Regions from separate parts of the Triticum aestivum genome. Here region 1 is linked to region 2. The links are chromatin contacts, called in public Hi-C maps. All regions are on one chromosome and are shown on one strand. The core of a region is the stretch at or near the end of the contact, and the rest is flanking DNA. Distances in the headings are between cores, read along the strand shown.

What was found. A called contact is a pair of places that touch in the nucleus more often than the background predicts.
Region 1: a contact with region 2 is called in a Hi-C map of leaf, with 4 times the contacts expected there. The contact joins the enhancer-like site here to the promoter of LOC123080695 in region 2. A contact is called at or near these places in 3 of 5 Hi-C or Micro-C datasets (leaf and root).

What each region holds. Positions count from the first base shown.
Region 1 is chr3D:583,691,654-583,696,537 of IWGSC CS RefSeq v2.1, forward strand. No RefSeq gene overlaps it. Among protein-coding and RNA genes, the nearest start is that of LOC123075629, 66 kb to the right of the region's middle. Within about 2 kb of position 2,083, at least 4 of the 8 cell types and tissues checked have an H3K27ac peak or open chromatin away from gene starts, as enhancers often do. A contact at or near this core is called in leaf and root, where this site is marked.
Region 2 is chr3D:583,455,270-583,459,877 of IWGSC CS RefSeq v2.1, forward strand. LOC123080695 (BTB/POZ domain and ankyrin repeat-containing protein NPR5) reads right to left here and starts at 1,288. Exons shown (of 2, transcript XM_044503629.1): 1 at 314-1,288. The coding sequence starts at 865.

The sequences.
Region 1 (4,884 bases), core at 833-3,332, 240 kb after region 2:
GACATCGGCAGATACGGCATGGATGGATGGATGGCTCATGGCTGGATGGATGCCCGGAGCGGCGGGGCCACGGGAAGCTCGGTATATTGCCGCCCGATATGGCGATATCTCCTTCCAGCAAGTGGCCGGCGACACCACCTAGCTTATCCATCATCCCGTATCCGCTCCCGCTTTCCCATTGGCGAGGCCGAGGCCCATGTTCGATCGAATCCGGGCACCGCCGGCAGGGCTCCGTGAATGGATCGACGACGGTGGTTCACGTCCGTCGATCGACCGGCCGGGGATGGACCCACGCCGGCTCGCGCGCGACAGGTTCCAATCTCCCAACAGTGGCTTCGGTCTGGACCTGGCGATGGGCGCATTGAATTTGTCCCCTCCCCCGCCACGGACGTCGCGGCGTGGCCTCGATCGATCCACGGATTGGGTAGCTATGGTTCGTATGGCCGGGGACTGGTTTTGTTAGGTTTGGTGCACACATTACTGCGCGCACGGCTGGCCTGGCTACAAAAGCTCAGTTAAGGAGGTGGAGTACGTTCGTCGCCAAGCTAGCTTTGATTTCCCTTATTATTGGCTACCTTTTTTTTACAGTAACCTACATTATGCCATTTTGATTTCCCTTCGAGCTACTCTAACTAATACGGTAGGAAAAACGTGGCCCAACCGTAGAAGTTGACCTAATGAAAATATTATAAAGCGAATGTGCCAATTCTTTGTGTTATATCATGTGCACATGTGTGGCGACTTTCTCTTCTACGACATGACAATTCTTTGTGTTATATCATGACAATTCTAGTAGGGCAATCCATGATCATGTGGCAAAATTCTACAACGTACCATGGTAAATTCTAATATGGGGACAACTCTCCTTTGTATATCGTCGCGATTTTCTATGCCACGGTATGGCAAACCTAGAACACATGAAAATTTTCGCTATTGCAGCATGGCAATTCTCTTTTCATAAAATGGCGCAACATGGTAATTCTCTCTTCATAAAATGGTGCAGCATGACAATTCTATCTTCTTAGCATCCTCTAGTGATGTATGAGCGAACGGCCTTTTTCACTCATTTGAGCCTCCCAGGATAAACGCCCGTTCGGCCAGGAGTGCCAATGAGGGCACATTTTTCGCCTTTTGGAGCCATAAATATAGCTTCCTGCAGCACATCGGCTTGTATATTTGTTTCGAAATTATCAAGACAAGTACGCAAATTTTTTGACCGCGCCCCCTAACTTTGTTTCGAATTGATCAAAACTTGTACTAGGTGAAGCATTAGATATGATGGTGGACAACAAGCGCTTAAATAAATATTTGCCCGGCGGCCCCCCTAACTTTGTTTGGCTGCCTACTTGTTTCAGCTGGTACATGTACATGTGTGGTCGGTCTCGCACCCTCGTTGTCAGATTGAAAGTGTGCCCTGGTTTTTGCTGGTTGAAAAGGACTGATCGATGCAGACGGATCATACATATCACGCGGATGTGGATGGCAATATCACATGCATCATCAGCTTTGCTGTACCTACGGAATATGTAGCATTTTTGCATGCAGCATGGAAGCCCATTTGCCTTTTTTTTTGTTGGAACAGCAATTTCCACTAGTTCTCATATATCACGGTAAATATAGAAATACATCAACGTGCTTATTTTTATTTCCGGAATTACGGAGATATGCAAGGGAGCTCGATCGACTTGTTGACCAAGCGGTCGAGCAAGCATACATTGTCTTGAATCGGACCAGCTGCCTACCTGACTACGCAGGGCCATGCATGCATGCATGCGTGGCACAGTGCATGGCATGCATGCTTCAATTATCCTCTGGATCGCGTATGTGTGGCACGTAATACGACATGACATTGTTCATTTTTGTCAGGCTCATGCATGCATGCATGCGCCGATTTGAATTACATCCGGGCACCGGGGCATCTCGAGTGGTCGACGGAGACGAGCCACTTGGATGGAGAGCTGGTGAAAGCAACGTGTGAGGGATATATATCCATCCATGATCCAACCATGCGGCTCCGGGCTGTATGCATGTGACAACCTCCCCCATTTCCGGCCGTCGACACGTCCGAACACGGAACGCGTACGCGGCTTGGCCGGACTCAGTGATCGATCATCGACGCGACGCCTCTTGGCTGGCAGTAGCAACGCAGCGACAGCGACGCCGGGCTTCCCTGAAAGGGACGCCGCCTCGACCCACCGGTCGATCGTCAGGTACGTACATGTGTGATTAAGCCTGCTAATTTTGTCAAGCCCTCCGACACAAAAATCACGTGAATCTAGCGAACCCCGCCAGAACACGTGCGCCTTTGCACGGGTTGCACGAGCAGCGTGGCGGGAAATTTGTTACGGGGATTAAAATCCAGATTAGTACCACTATTAAACAACAGTGAGGGGTGTAAGTGAACGTGTAAGACTGGGGCGCACCGTACGGTCGAAAGGAGCAGTGGTACGTACGTCCCTGGACCGCCACTGGGTTCACTGCAGCCGCAAAGCAAAACCAAACCTCGTTGGCTCCGTCTTTTTCATGGGAGTAAAGTTCTCGCTGGCCCTCCCTCCCCTGGGTTCACTGGCGCTGGAAACTGAGCCGGCCAGGCATGCCTGCCTCTGCCTGCCTGCATCCGGCACGCACTTCTCCGGCACTCACTCAACCATGGCCCTGCAACTGTACGTCGGTCTCTGCGTTCTGTTCCTCTGGCGCGGGCGATCGAGCCAGCCAGCCAGCCGGCGGCCGGTGGTCCGGCGCCAACGCGCGCGCCGTGGAAAAGTCTGTGCGCCCGCCACTGATCAGGCATGCTGTGTCTGTGTGTGTAGCGTATGCATGCGTTTCTCTGCGATTTTGTCGTCCTTGGCGTCGCGCAGCAGCAGCAGCCATCACATCGGTGGTCAGTAACTTGGAGTTATGGGGAGTGGCGCCGTGCGGGAAACGTGGAGGGCCCGGCCCCGCCACGCATGCCCATGCCCGCCGGGGAGCCGACCTGCCTGCCTGCTACCGCTGCCCGACCCGACCCGACCCTAATTTAAAGCCCCGTCCGTCGATCCCGTGGCGGGGCCGGCGACCCGGCCAAGCCCCGGCGTCTGTCTAGTGTCTATACTTACTTTGGACTCTGCCCGAGCCATGCCATGCGCCGAGCTCCAAAATGCCAGCGCGCGCCCAGACCACCGCGCCCGGGGCCGGCGCTGCCCATGCGCCATACCATTTGACCGCTGGCTAGTGGCTAGGCTGACCGGCGCACGCACACACACGCGCACGCCATGGACGTACGTACGTACGTTTGACACCATCCGTCAATCCATCCATGGATGACCATCGATCCATACGTGAACATGGGCGGGGTGAGACAGACAGACATGCGCGTATGGGCGTGTGTACTGCAACGCATCGCTGATGACGGACGGACGGGGACTGACTGGACTGGCAGTGGTGGTTGTTGGATTGACGACCCGTCCCATACCCCCATTACAGCACATCGATCGATCGAACGGGTCGAGGGCACGGAGGCCGCGCGCGCGGGGAGCGGGGAGAGGCAGCGAGGCAGAGGTACTGGAGCGCGGACGTTGGAAGCAGTGGAAGGTGGGGGCAGGCGCCCCGCACCACACCACACCGATGGATGGATCACCATGGCACGGCGGGCAGGACGGGGTCGTATTTAACGCCCGGCCGGGCACAGAATCTGAGGGCACGCGGGACCCGGCCGGTCAGTCGGTGCCGGTCTTCTCCCTTTTCCCCTCCGGCCGGCGGCCCCCCCTGCCATCGATGCGATGCGAGGGCGGGCGAGTGACTGGGTGTGCAGGCGGTGTACGTGCGAGACTGTAGTTCGTGGCAACTGATCCACGACTCGTACGTACTCCGGCCGGCCCTCCCCTCCGCCCCCGGCCGGCGGTAAAACGCAGTGGTAAAAACCAGTGTGATTTCAAGGTGGGGTGACTAGGGTGGGCATGCGCGCAGTGGTCCACGCGCATTCAGAACACGAGAGCTAGGGTTTTAGTAAGAAAATGCGGTGGTAAAAACCGGTGAGATTTTTAAGAAGAACAGGAGAGCTATCTAGGGTAGCTAGCTAGCTAGGGTTTAGCTGGGCGGGAACATGCGCGTATCCGGCGGGGTTTACGGAGGGGGACGCTGACCATGGCAACGGTTTTGTGGTACCGGCGCCAGTGATCAGTGATCCGCGTGGACCACTTAACTGCATTGATTATGGGTAGCTGCGTGGTTACCTTTTCGCAGACAGCGGGAGGACCCAAAGCGAGAAGATTTGGCCATTTCTTCTGGCCGGTGGACGGAATGGATGGACCATCCGTCCATGCCATGCAAGATCGATCATCGCTCGCCTTTCTTCAAGTGCATCTACTACTACTACCCCCTACGTACCGTGGTGGCGCCTCATATTTGGCAAACTCTGTTTTCTTGCTCACCCACGTGGAGGTTGAGCTACCGGTGACACGGGAGCGACAACGACCACGGAACCGAGGAAGGGGACCTCGCCGGAGTGCCTAGGGCGGTAGGGTTGGGGAGCTCACCGGAACTCCTAGATTACCATTTTTTTTTCCCGAGAAAACATCCGATCTACTCATCTTCGATCATGGCAGCACAACAAACACCAGAAATAATAAAAATTACATCCAGATCCGTAAACCATCTAGTGACGACTACAAGCGTTGAAGCGAGCAGAAGACGTGATGCCATCATCGCCCCTCCCTTACCGGAGCCGGGCAAAACTTTTGTAGTAGATAGTAGGGAAGTTGTCGTGCTAAGGCCACAAAGGACCAGCGCAACAGAACAACAACCGCCGCCGATGAAGAGTAGCATAGGTCGGCAGGATCCAATCTGTAGACACACGTACATAGACGAATGACAAACAAATCCAAGCAAATCCACCAAAGACAGATC
Region 2 (4,608 bases), core at 38-2,537:
GCGTGCGCTGCCTGCAGACGACACGACGGGTCGACGGCGACGACGACGAAGACGTCGACGATACTGCTACCACACTCGAGTAACTTCATTTAAAAAGGTACGGACAGAGATCAAATCAATGCTGCCGCAGAGATCAGAATGCTCGCCGATCCCAACATAACCAACCCATCTTGATCCCCACAATCGGTCGATCCCCAGCCCCAGGAGAGAGAGAGATCAGAAGTTTCTTGATTTTTTGGTTCATGGGGAAAGAGGGGCGAAGAGCGAGAATTGGGAATTGGGGATTAATTAGCTAGGAAGAGTAAGTAATTACCTGGGTGAGGACGGCGAGCTCCTCGACGCCGAAGGAGCGGGCGACGGCGAGCGTGTCGAGGGCCAGGTCGACGGCGGCGGCGCAGTGGGTGTGCCAGCAGCCGCGCTCGCCGCACCCGGGCCTCGGCTCCCCCTTCTGCGGCACCAGCGACACCTGCCCGCTGTACAGGAACTGGAGCAGCAGCAGGAACACCTCGTAGCTCACCGAGTTGACCGGTATCACGGCGCCGGGCGCCATCGCCGCTGCGGAGGCCGAGCCGGACCCGGAGCCTCCGGCGCCGCGCGGGGAGGAGGCGGATGCGCCGGAGGGGGAGCGCGGGCTGAGGTGGTCCATGAGCACCGCGCCCGGGGAGCCGGCGGCGGCTGCGGCGGCGGCCTGGTCCGCGGCGGCGCCGCAGAAGAACTTGCGGAAGAAGAGGCTGCGCGCGGCGAGGATGCAGCGGTGCGCGTGCACCAGGCGGCCCTCCACGCTGAAGGTCACGTCGCTGAAGGCCTGGCCGTTGATGAGCAGGTTGAGGTAGTCCATGGACAGCGACTTGAGGGTATCATCCATGGCCGCCCGCCGCGCCGCACCTGCTTCTTGCTAATCCTCCTCCTCCTCCTCTATCAGTCAATTCGGAGAGGGAGAGGAGGAAGAAGAAGCTCGATGAATCAGATCGAGAGCTGCGGCTGGAGCTTGAAGAAGAGGAGTGGGGGAAGAAGCCGTTGGCGCTGCTGGCTGCTTTGCTCTTCTGCTCCTGCTGCCGGCTGCTGCTGCTGCTGCTGCTGCGCTTGTTGTTGCCCTCCAATCTTGTGCTGCATCGCCCGATCTCTTTTGATCTTCTCTTCTGTCTGCAGTGACCACTTCTTCTTCTCTCCCCTCTTCACTTCTGTCTCTCTCTCTCTCTCTCCCTTTCTCCCCAGTTATTGCCCCCTTTATTTATGCAGTATTTTTTGAAGGGCGCTCGTGCTGGTGCCTCTCTCTCTCTAGCACACACCCATTCTCTCTCTTTCTCTCTCTCTCTCTAAAGGTTATATGGGGGCTTGAGATTTTTTTGGGCCTGTGTTGGGGGAGCTAGGTAGGAGGGAGGGCAATACGGGTGGCTGGCTGGGGACATGCATGAATAATTGGTGGGATTAAAATGGGAGGGTGGAAATTAACCGTACATATATGCCAAACAGAGCATGTATGTGTCCACACTTCAGGGGCCCGGAATAATTTGGACAGAGAGAGGGTGAGCCCTCCCTCCAATTGGGGTGGGGTGGGGAAAATTAAGTGTGCCATGCTTTGACTGATGCAAGTCATAAATCATGTGTGATTGAAGTGTCTGCTTGCCTTGTAGGAGAGCAGAGCAAAATTAAAGACAATGCATGGCTTCCTTTATACTTCCTCATTCCTTTATATAAGGTGTATTTGTTTTTAATAAAATTTCAGAATGTAAGATGCATTTCTTCTAATTCCGCATAATTTTCTTGTTAGCCCTCCAGAAAAGGGAAAGTATCCCTCTCCTGATTGTCTGTATCTTTTTTGTAGCAAAAGAAGAAAGTATCTCTATGTCGATTGCATGTATCTTTTTTTACGATTGCATGTATCTCTTACTTTTTTGGACTAACTGATTTACTTGTCACTAACCGACAAATTTGTCAAGGGTAATTTCGTCCTAACTCGTCTACAATTATGTGCCTTGGTCATCGTGCTGAAAATAATACATCTTACATAAAGGAATGGAGGGGCATAAATTAAAAGAAGAATGCATGGCTACAATGTTGTGTTACACCATCCCATGGCATGCTAATATTGTAAATTCCAAATTATACCCTTCATAGAGCCATGGCAACTTCCATTTCTACAATTGAAAAAAGTTAAGGGATGTGAGTGCAGAGTTTTTAGAAAGACATATTTTATAGCTATTGAATTTGTCAAAGTTGCTAATTCTAATTACTCCATCAATTTAACTTTGAGATCCCTGCAAGATTTTGCATTTTTTTGAATTATTACATTACCTGTATATATATTTTTAATCTGTACGAGCACATTGGTAAAAATCAGATGAGAATTAGTTAATTCTTTGTCGATTGAGATAATGTTGTATATTTTCTACTACCTAGATGAAAAAATATATTTAAACACGGTAACTGATTTTTGTTTTGTAATAACAATTTTCTAAAGTTAATAAGAGTTAGTTTATTCTTAGTTGTGGGGGACATAGATGCTCTCTATATTAATTCAGAGTTCCTCCCTTACCCGACCCCTAGGCCTAATTAACCTAGCTTATCGTTATGCCACATGTGGACAACCGTCGTCTCCATGATAACCCTAACTCTCTTGAGCAATTGGTCCGACAATTTTATATCATAGAAAGGAATATTTGCTGATGATATCATTTTTCCAGTTGTTACCAAGATAGTAGTAGGTGATACGACCCTATAACAATATCAACATTTTACATCCATTAAATTTACACAGGGCACCATTTATCCTCACCTTTCGTTCCAAACTAGCTTATTGTTATGCCACACATGGACATGAGATAGCCTAAACCTGATCATACCCAAGGCCAGGATGGGTTTTTGACCGGGCTTGACAAAGCGCGAAGTGAAAATGCCAAGCCCGAGCCGTGCCCACCCCAAACCATGTGGACAATGCACTTTTCTAGTCAATATAATAGTTTTCAGGGTATTTAAATACATCACTCTACTTATTTTCAATTAAAATAATTATTTTAACCTCATCGGGTATTTTCGGGCTGGGCTTCGGGCGGAAGAGCTAATCCCATCTATGGCCCGGATGTTGGGCTTCTGGGCTTTGGTCGTCGGGCCGGGCTGCCATGTTTGGTTGGGCCAACCCGATGGTATTCATTTCATCCCTGTAAACATTATGGTGGTTTGAATAAAAACTTCGCGAGATTGTCTCAAAAAATAAAACCTCCTCGTCTTTCCAACTTCCAAGCCAGCTTGAACGTGTATCATAACCCTAGCTCCACTGAGCAATTATCACCGATTGTTAGCTCATCAGGAAAAAAAATTGTGTATCATTTCCTTTCTCCGGTGGTCAACAAATCAGTAGTAGTAGGTGATACATCACAATTTCAGTGTATCAACACATTTTGCAGCTATTAAATCAATACAATCGTAGTAAATTAGAGATGTGGTTCAAGTCAGAACATATAGGTGTCAAAAGAATATGACAAACGCAGTGACACGCTGCCAAAATTGATTTGGTGATAATTGCGTCCCACCTTCCGAAAGTAGAAAAGAATGGAAGACCGCAAAAGAGCCTGCGGGTAACGTACTAACGTATAGGCCAGAGATGCTGCACCTTCCAGCAGGTAAATGACGTGAAAGAAGAGAGCACGCATCCGTTGGAGATGCGTGTGCATGTATACGTTTGTTTGTATATACGTATACAGCTATCCATGATCATTCCTTCTGTTGACTAACCTTGATCATAAGATTCCTATCATGTTTTGTTAACAGGCCAAATGATAGGAGGCCATTATTAAGTGATGATTAGGGAGTGAATAAAGTACTATAGGAACAGATCTTTGTTAATTACTTTTGTGTTTTATAATTGTGTTCATTAGTTCCAAATTATTCTTTGTGTTACCTAGTTGACTTCGTAGTTCTTTCTTTTCCATTTTTATATCCTGTGCATACTTTCTATGTGATTGGATAACTTAAGCTCTTATGGATAATCACGCCTGCAGCTTTACAGAGTAATATTCTTTTGTTGCTATGTAGTGCCTGGTCTAGTTACTTTACGGGCAAAACGGGAGCATGTTAGGAAAAGGTCACATGCATGCATGGTGAAAAGTACATTGATACTAATATGCATATTATATGGCTTCGGAAATTAACTTGTGGATGAGCTTTGATAGCTTGCTCCGGGCTATGGTTAGTTGCCAATTAATTAAATAGTTAAGCACTCGTGGACATATGCTTTGGGCACTCATGCATCAACCTCACAAGCCAATGATTGCCCCCAAAACTGAGTAAACAAACTGAATCATGATACGCCAATTCATCAGTACGAACAGAAGTGTGGGTGGAACAAACAACGTTTGCTATGATCAGCTTTTGGTGAATGAATAATTATATTGTAGCTTCTTGCTTGTTGGAAAGAAAAAAAAACATTCTTTGGATGTCTTTTGGGATCTTGGTAAAATATTTACATTGTTATCTCTTGGCGTGACTTCACTGCCAAATGATTCTTGTGGAAGTACTTCTTGTAATCTGTTAATTGAATAAGCACTAACAATCTTATGATAGTGTGTCGTACAAAGATCTCCATTATCAAATATCAAGTGGGTATATAAT